Linked DNA regions of Vulpes vulpes: region 1 is linked to region 2. A link is a contact called in public Hi-C data. All regions are on one chromosome and are shown on one strand. The core of a region is the stretch at or near the end of the contact, and the rest is flanking DNA. Distances in the headings are between cores, read along the strand shown. Region 1 holds the start of SSBP2 (single stranded DNA binding protein 2). Region 2 holds the start of ATG10 (autophagy related 10).

The links. Hi-C and Micro-C count contacts between places; a contact is called where the count stands out from the background.
Region 1: a contact with region 2 is called in a Hi-C map of skeletal muscle, with 2.5 times the contacts expected there. The contact joins the promoter of SSBP2 here to the promoter of ATG10 in region 2. A contact is called at or near these places in 2 of 3 Hi-C or Micro-C datasets (both in skeletal muscle).

What each region holds. Positions count from the first base shown.
Region 1 is chr14:73,495,558-73,499,897 of VulVul3, reverse strand. SSBP2 (single stranded DNA binding protein 2) reads right to left here and starts at 1,495. Exons shown (of 17, transcript XM_025992948.2): 1 at 1,293-1,495. The coding sequence starts at 1,354.
Region 2 is chr14:73,317,997-73,322,312 of VulVul3, reverse strand. It overlaps ATG10 (autophagy related 10), which reads left to right and starts at 2,688. Exons shown (of 8, transcript XM_025992944.2): 1 at 2,688-3,174.

The DNA.
Region 1 (4,340 bases), core at 246-2,745, 180 kb before region 2:
CCCGAGAGATGCTCTCACTTTCCCGCAGCGCGAACCCCTCGCGGAGGCGGGGCGGGGCGCGGGGCCTCAGCCTCGGGCGGGGGCGGCGGGAACCCCGACCCGCGGCGCGCAGAGCCGGGCTCTTCCTCGGGGGGCACCGCCGCGGTTCGCTCTCGTTTTTAGCAACAACCCAATCCCCGTTACAAGTACGTGAGCACAGCAGCCAGCGGCCGCGCTTCGCAGCGCGCCGCGACCGCGGCAGCATCCCGGCCGGGAGGGCTCCGTCCCCGCCCGCCTCCCGGGCCCCAGCCGAGCCCACACCTGTGTCTGCCCCCCGCCCCCGGCGCCCCCCCGCGACCCCGGCCAGCCCTGCCCCCGCCCGCCGCCGCAGCGCCCGGACCCCCACGCCGCCGCCCCGCGGGGGCCCCCCGCCGTCCCCGCGGCCCCCGGCGTCTGCCAGGCACCAAGTCTCCAAAAAAAGTTCTCGGGCCGCGGCGGAGAGTGGGGCGTGCCGGCCGGGGGCAGGAGCAGCGGCCCGCCCCGGCGCCTCCCGCCGCCCGCCCGCACGCTCGGCCTCCCCGGGAACCCGACCCGTCCCGGGCCCCCAAACTTCAGCGGCGCCGCCGGCGCCCACCAGCCCGCCCCGCGGGGCACCGGGCACCGCGGCCGCCGGCGGCCCCTCCGCGCGCGGACAGCCCGACGCCCGCACGCGCGTCTCCGCGCCCCGCGGGGCCCCGCTCGGCCGCTCCGCGCCCCGCTTCCGCCCGCCGCGCGCCCGGCACCGCCGCCCTCGCCTCGCCTCGCCTCGCCTCGCCTCGCCCGCGATCCCGGCCGCGAAGCCCGGCGCCGCGCCGCTCCCGCCGCTCCCGCCGCTCCCGCCGCCCGCCGCGCCCGCCCTCCGGACGCCCCCGCCCCCGCCGCGAGCCCCGCTCCGCGCAGCTGCGCCCTCCCGCCCTCCCCGCCGCCCTGGGCAGCGCGCCGGGTCCCCGCAGCCCCGGACCCCGGCTCTAAAGTTACTTTGCGCGGAGGCGAGCCCGCGGGTTATTCCCCCCGTCACCCAAACAAGTTTCCCTCCGCCGCAGCAGCGCCGCCCCCGCCCGCCCGCCCGCAGCCCCCCGCGGGCACCTCCCGGGAGGCAGCCGCTCCCCGCCCCGCGCGCCCCCAGCCTCGCGCACCCCTCCCCCTGCCGGCGCACCCCCGGCTCTCCCCGGGCCGAGAGCGTCTGGGTCTGCGTGTCTCCGAGAGTGTGCGAGTGCGTGCGTGTGTGTGCGCGCGTGTGCAGGCGGAGGTGGGTGAGAAGCGGAGACACTTACTTCTCCCGGGCCTGGCTGTCGGACGGGACGGCGCTGCTGTTACTCTTGCCTTTGCCGTACATGCTTGTGCCGAGAGCAGCTCCCACTGTCACGCACCTGTCAACCCATCACAGCCTCCCCGGGAACAGCCCCGTCCCCATGGCGACCCACGCAGCCACCCCCACCATTGGCCGCCCCACGCCGGAGCTCCGCCCCCTTCGCCCGGGCAACGCGCGAGACTGACAGCCCTCCCCTCCCTCCGGCCCGCCGGGCGCGCGGCGGCGGCTCCAGCCTGAGCGGCAGGCTCCTCCCTCCCTCCCTCCCGGGCGCCCTCCCTCCTTCCCGCTCCCTTCTCCTCCCTCCTCCCGCTCTCTTTCCCCCCTCCCCCTCCGAACCCCGGCGCAAGGGGGGAATTAGAAACTGCTCTAGAAGGATTTTAAACAACTGGCTGTTCCCTCCGCCGCCGCGCCTCCCCCCGCGCCGCCCGCGCTCGGCTCCTCACTGGAGAGAAGGCGCCGGGAGGAGGGGAAAGTGCGGCCTGGAGTCGCCGGGAGGAGCCGGCGGAGCTGGAGCCGCGGCGGCCCCAGACTTCGGGGCGCCCGGCGGCTGGGCGGGCAGACCTGCGGCCCCAGCCTTCGGGGGAGCCCCCGCCCGCCCCCGGCCCCGCGCCCCTGCTGCCTGCGACCCGCGCCCGTACCCTGGGGTGACCTCTGCCGCCCGCAGCCCTGCTCCCTGGGGTGTCGTCCCCCCCGCCCCCGCCCGGCTCCCAGGGGCCCGGCTGGCGAGGGACGGTCGCGCGGGTCCCTCGACCTCCTGCGGGAGCCTCCCGGGCGCCTCGCCTTTCCTCCCGGGGAGGGCCTGGGCCCGGCGCCGCGGGGGTGGCGTCGCCTCGCCCCGGGGGCCGCGCCCTGCCTCCCCGGGGAACACCCGGCCTCGGGCCTGCCTCGCCTCCCCCGGGGTGCGCCTCCTCCCCGGACGGCGGGCCCCGCAGCCCCGACCCCGGGGCACCCGCGCAGCACTCCCCGGCCGGGCCTTGCCGGGCCGGGCGCCCCAGGACAGGGCTCCAGGCATCCCCACCTGCTCTGCTTTTCCAGCCTTGCTTGGGCGATGCCCACTTTTGCCAACCTTCGAAGTGGAAAGGGCCACTAAAGGCCTTTAAAGACACCCCTGCCCTCGTCCATCGGAGTAGGCCCCAGCCCTCCTCCAAGGTGGGCAAAGTTGTGCCACAGCAGACAGGCTTGCCTAGGAATATTTCAGGATCAAAGCCCCTAATCCCGTTTCAATAGATGTGCAGAAAGTTTTCGAGAGACACAATCTGGCTCCCGATAGAACTCCATCCTTTATCTTGTGGAGATCCTTGGATGCAAAATCAGACAGAGTGCAAATGGGGTTAGAAAGAAGACATGGGCATCAAATAGGGAATGACAGAGGAAGAGGGGTTGCAGGTGGGGGTCAGACTGAGGAGACATCAGGAACAGATGAATAGACATGGAACGGCTATGGGAGGGAGGGAAAATAGGATGTAGATTGGGAGAGCTACCTTTCTATTTCTCACATAGAGGTTTACGCTTTTAGTAGTAGCACCCTAAAAATGCACATGGAGCTATAGGGATAAATGGAATGGAAAGAAATGGGTTTATATGGCCAGCCACAGCAAATGATAGGAATGAAACATCAACAGAAGGTTAAGGAAGGGCAGTTAGTAAGAAAGAGAGAGACTGAGAAAAGGGGTTGGTAACCAAACATAAATCAAAACCTGGGGGAAAATGAAAAAGGGACTGCTATTCTAGTGTTAGAGAATTTTTTTAGTTGGAAAAAGTAGAAAGATAGGAAAGAATAAAAGACATAAGATTAAATGAAGAAAACAATATGATAGCAAAAGAAGATGGCAAAAACAATAGAGGACTGACATTATGGTAGAAAGACTCAAGCAAAATAAAAGTGTCCTTATTAAAAGGACAAAAATCCAACCCATGGAAGTGAGGATGAAGAAAATGAAAAAAAAATCACTTAGGCTTAAGCTGATTAGTTTCCATGAGAAGTCATTTGTCATTTCTATTTCAAAATCCCTCTTTCAGTTTACAGTGAACCACGGTGATTTGGTGGTGGAGACATGGCATTCATGGACTCAGAAGGAAGTAGTGATGCTGAGTGAGTAAGTCTTTTGATGAACTTCTGCTCAAAATGTTCAGATATGAATAAGGCTACCACTGTTTATAGACTCTACCTTCAGAGTTACCATATGTCATTTGTTGTTCAGTTATCAATCTTCATTGGCTTTAACCCAGAAAATTATCAGCATCTCAAGGATCATGACCCACAGAATACTCCCTAAAAGTGACGCTTACAGAATGTTGTCAAAGACAGAGCTATGGCAGCTGCTAATCCATGCTCCTGCCCACACTTGGACTAAGGTAAGTTTTCCATTAAAGACCAAGAGTAGGCTTTGTACTGTTATCTAAATAACAAATTAGTTCTCATCCTTGCACTAGTATTGAGGTTCTCTATTGTTCTTAGTCATGGCACATTAGAATTACCCTAGGAGGATTTGTTTTTAGTTGGCTTTTGTTTAAAATACAAGATCTGGGACCCCCCACCCCAAACCAACTCACTAAGAAATTTTGTGGATGGACCCAGGCATCTGTTATTTTTTGTAAGCTCCAGGCGATTCTTTTGTGTAACTAGGGCTGCTTAACTCTGCTCTTCAGTATCCACTTATAGACAGCCAATGGACACCATCAGATCTCAGAACAAGATTCTTAGGTTGTGGTTTACATAGCAGATGACCCTCCCCATGTAAGGCATTAAGGCATCTTTACAGTGGACTTTACTTTCTATCCAGTGAGCCAATAAATTTGTTAATAGGATGAAAAAGTACGACCACATGTGTTCTTATAGTACAAGATCACAAGTAGCTATGGTTTAATGTACTATTTCCTAAGGAGAAAGGAAAACAAAGAGAAAACAAGAGAGGCTATTTCCTGTCTACTGCTGCAATTTATTCATTTGATTAGTTTTTACTCAGATTTATTACATGGAAGAGTCCTTTGAGTAATGGCGTATTTTCTG
Region 2 (4,316 bases), core at 1,439-3,938:
TGATAAAAATAAAACAAAAACCCCCCAAATATGTATGTACTGCAGGTGTACTAAAAATAACAAACAGGAAGTGGTGTGATGGACAGTTTGAATCACCCTGCTGTGGTTATTGTCTCTGAAAACTCATTCTTTGATATAGACTGTTTTTTTTTTCAGTGTCATTAAAAAATAATTAATGGACTTTATTTCTTAGAATTGTAACAGAATTCTCATGTATGCATTCAGTTTCCCCTTTTATTATCATCTTGCCTTAGTGTGGTACATGTTATACCTGATGAAGCAGTATTGGTAGATTGTTACTTAAGTCCATAGTTTATACTAGAATTCATTCTTTGTGCTGTATAAGTTTATAGATTTTCACTAAAGCATAATGTCATATACTCACCATTTCAGTATCAAAAATGATAGTTTTGTTGTCCTAAAAATGCTGTATGCTCCACATATTCCTTCTCCCAATCTCTGGCAACCACTGATCCTTTTACTGTCTCTATAGTTTTGCCAAACTATAATTTTCTTCTTTCACTTTTTTAGATAGATGCTATGTACAAACAGGTTTATGTTTCTTATTTCTGCCATCCAATCAGATTACCTCTCCTAACTTTTTTCTTTTATATAGTTTATCTTTCCCTGAGAACCTCTTGGAGGATGGTGAAAGAGATGTGCCCTCTATAAGCTGCAGCAGAGAGAGCTATTTCTCCCCAATATCCATTCTGCCCTTCTTCCTTTTAATAATAAAATAATCCCATTCTGTCAAGGTTTGACTGAACCCTGGACTACTTAGCTAGAGACTACATTTCCTACCTTCCTCGTATCTTGGTGGCCCATGGGATATGAGTTTTCAATAAGTTATCAATAAGTACAAGTGATACGAACTGACTAGAGAAAATATGACATTTTAATATGTAATATGTAATTTTAAAGATTTTTGGTTTTAGTTTAGAGAGAGAGAGAGCATATGAGCAAAAGAGAGGGGCAAAGGGAGAGGGAGAGAATCTTCAGGCAGACTCCCCACTGAGTGGGGAGCCCAACCTGACCAGGGATTGATCCCAGGACCCTGAACCAAAACCAAGAGTTGAACGCCTAAGCAACTGAGCCACCCAGGTGCCCCTACCATGCAACTTTAGACTTGTGTCCCATTCTTGGACCATACTCCTTAAAGGTTATTGTGAATTAATATACATCTGATGGACAAACCTAAGCCTATGAGGTTAAGTAAAGGAGTGGTCAAGGGAGCTCAAAGGAGAATCAGGGGACTGTGGATTTATGGGAGCTAAGGGAAGCAAGACTTTGTAGATGTGATTAACATGATCAAATAAAACTGAGAAATCCAATGAAACAAGGAATGAAAGGGAATTGATTGTTAGTCTCAGTTTTCATATCTATAAAATGGTTATCTTGTGTGGTTATTACATGGTTAGCTAAACTCAACTAAGCTTCTGGCTTATGGTGGGTTCTCAAATTTTAGCTTCCTTCTCTTTTTGTGATCAATGTTTTACTCCACAAATACTTATTACTAGTGAGGAACTCTGCCGGAGGCTGGCTATGCACTGATGACAGACTCTGCCCAAAAGCACTCTGAAGTGTTGTAGGGTAAACACCTAAACAGGCCAGGGCTGTTTCTTGTCAAGAGTGATATGATGAAAGGAAGTATATAGAAGTTACCTGATTTATCTTGCTCTGTTTCTTTGGTTTTGGCAGGTGGATTATGACACTTAAAAACATCTCAGGTGCAAAAAACTTGTTTTTTGTTAACATGGTATTGATGCATGAAAGTGTTTCTAGATTATTGGATACGATGCCAAGCAATGCATTCTTCTTTTTTTTTTTTTTAAGATTTATTTATTCATAGAGATGCACAGAGAGAGAGAGAGAGAGGCAGAGACACAGGCAGAGGGAGAAGCAGGCTCCATGCAGAGAGCCTGACGTGGGACTCGATCCGAGGACTCCAGGATCAGGCCCTGGGCTGCAGGCGGCGCTAAACCGCTGCGCCACCGGGGCTGCCCCATTCTTATTTCTGTATGTGAAAGTTTTATGGTTTTTGAGGAACCGTTTAAAGTCGAAGGAAATACCCATTCACTAAAGTTCTCACTCAGAACTCACTTCCTTGTACCAAAAAAAAAAAAAAAAAAAAAAAAAAAAAAAAAAGCTTGTGAATTGTTTTTAATTGGCAACTATCAAATTCATTTATATCCACAGTTACTCAAACATGTTAGGAAGTTCACTTACTAGCCCTATCTTTTGAGTTTTATTTTACATGCAGTAAAATCTATCCCTGTTATGAATTTTGTCCAGCAAAAAACGGTGTCATCAGGGTACACCTGGGTGGCCCAGGGCGTGACCCCGAGGTCCCAGGATCGTGTCCCACATTGCGCTCCCTGCGTGGAGCCTGCTTCTTCTTCTACCTGTGTCTCTCATGAATAAATAAAATCTTTAAAAAAAAACCCAAAAAGGTGTAATCATTAACACAATTAAATTATCGAACAGTTCCATCATTCCCCCTCCCCCAAATTTCCTTAAGCTCTTCTTTAGTCAACCCCTTTCTCTGGTCACCATTGATCAGTGCTCTGTCCCTTTTTAAGCACTTTTTATCGTGAAATGATTACAGACTCACAAGAGACTGCAAAAATAGTGCCGAACCTCGCGTATCCGTCACCTCGCTTTCCCCAGGGGTGACCTCTTACGTAACTGTGGTACAAGATCATAACCGAGCCCCGTGCGCTTGAAGGCAGGTTTTCCTTTCACGTCTTCAACTCGCTACGCTTTTTTTTCCCACACAAATTTAATTCTGTTGTGTTACAAGGAGCAGATGCTAGTTTCCCCTCAGATGTCGGCTGTTGCATTTTCAGTCTTTCAGCTCGATTACCACAGTTACTTCTACGTTTTTCTGTGGTCTTTACCCCACAGTCGCCCCCCCATCCCCATTTTAATTCTGCTGTTTTTTCTTTCTTTTTTTTTTTTCCTGAGGTACGTGCCCCAGAGGGTACTACTGGAACTCTCGAACTGCTACCGTCTATCTGGGTCCTTAGGTCAAAGGAGGGAGCCGTGTTTGTGACTGGTGGCTGAGGCGCTTACAGGAGTTTCAGCGCGTGCACGGACGCCGGCCGGCTAGGACTCCAACCTCGGAGAAGGTTCTCGCTCCGACCCGTCTCCAGCAGTCACTCACTGGTTTTCCAGGTATGTGGCTATTTGTTGGAAGGACAGGTGGCGACGGCGCGGCACCTGCACGGGCGGCCGCCCTCGTGCTCGCGGGGCGCGCGGCCACGGCTCGCTTCCGGCGGCGCTGGGCTGGGGGCGGGGCCTCGGCTCGCGGGGGCCGGGGCTGCTGCGAGGCCACGCCCCCTGGCCCGAGTCCTGCGCGCGCGGCCTGCGACGTCAGCCCCTCCCCCGCGCGAGCCAGGCCCAGGGGGCGCGGCAGGCGCTGGTGCGCATGCTCCGCGTCGGTCGCCGCGGCGGCTGTGGCGAAGGGAGGGCAGGGCCTACCCGCTGCGGGCTGTAGGCGCGTTCGCTCCCGTCCTGTGCTGAGGCGTCCGTGGCCCCCGGGAGCCCGCCCGTCGCCCCCCCGCCCGGGCCCGCTGGCCGGACGGCCGCTGGCAGAGCGCTGGGCACCGCCCCGGCTCCCCTCCCCCAGCCCGCGGCCCCGCCTGCGCTAGGCCGGCGGCGGGGTCAGGGGCCGAGCGGAGCGGGGTGAGTACTCGCGCGGCCCCCGTCGGCCCCCGTCGCCCGCGCCGCTCGCCGCACGGGCCTCCCGCAGCCGAGGGCGGCGCGGGGGCGGCAGGCAGCCAACCCCGAACAAAGACCCGGAGGCGGGGCCCCGGAGCGGGCTGCCGGGGCGGCGGGGTCGCGCTGACCGGGCTCCGGCGCCCGCGGGGACCCGGGAACAAAGGCTGCTCGGTGACCCGCGGTGACCCCGACGCCCAGGCCCGCTCAACTTGGAGGGGTTTCGGACTCCGTGAGAATCTGGGAGGGATGGCTGGCTGGCATTCACAGCCGGCAGCCCTGCGTCTCCCGGATAACCCCTCCACGCGTAGCGTCTGAAGTCACGGATTGGGGCGTAGTCGACGCATTTAGCGGCGCGAACATCTGCGATGGCAAAGCTTACAAACATCGAGGAAAAGTAGCAGGATAGTTGAGAAGGGAGCCCTGCATGCCTGAGAGGCCCACCTGCGGGTGAATCCGTCATCTAGGGCACTGTGCCCTTGCTCGACTTTGTGTTGGTCAGGGCTCAGGCCCAGCACTTACTTACTTACTTACTTATTTATTTATTTATTTTTAAGATTTTATTCATTCATTCACACAGAGAGAGAGAGAGAGGCAGA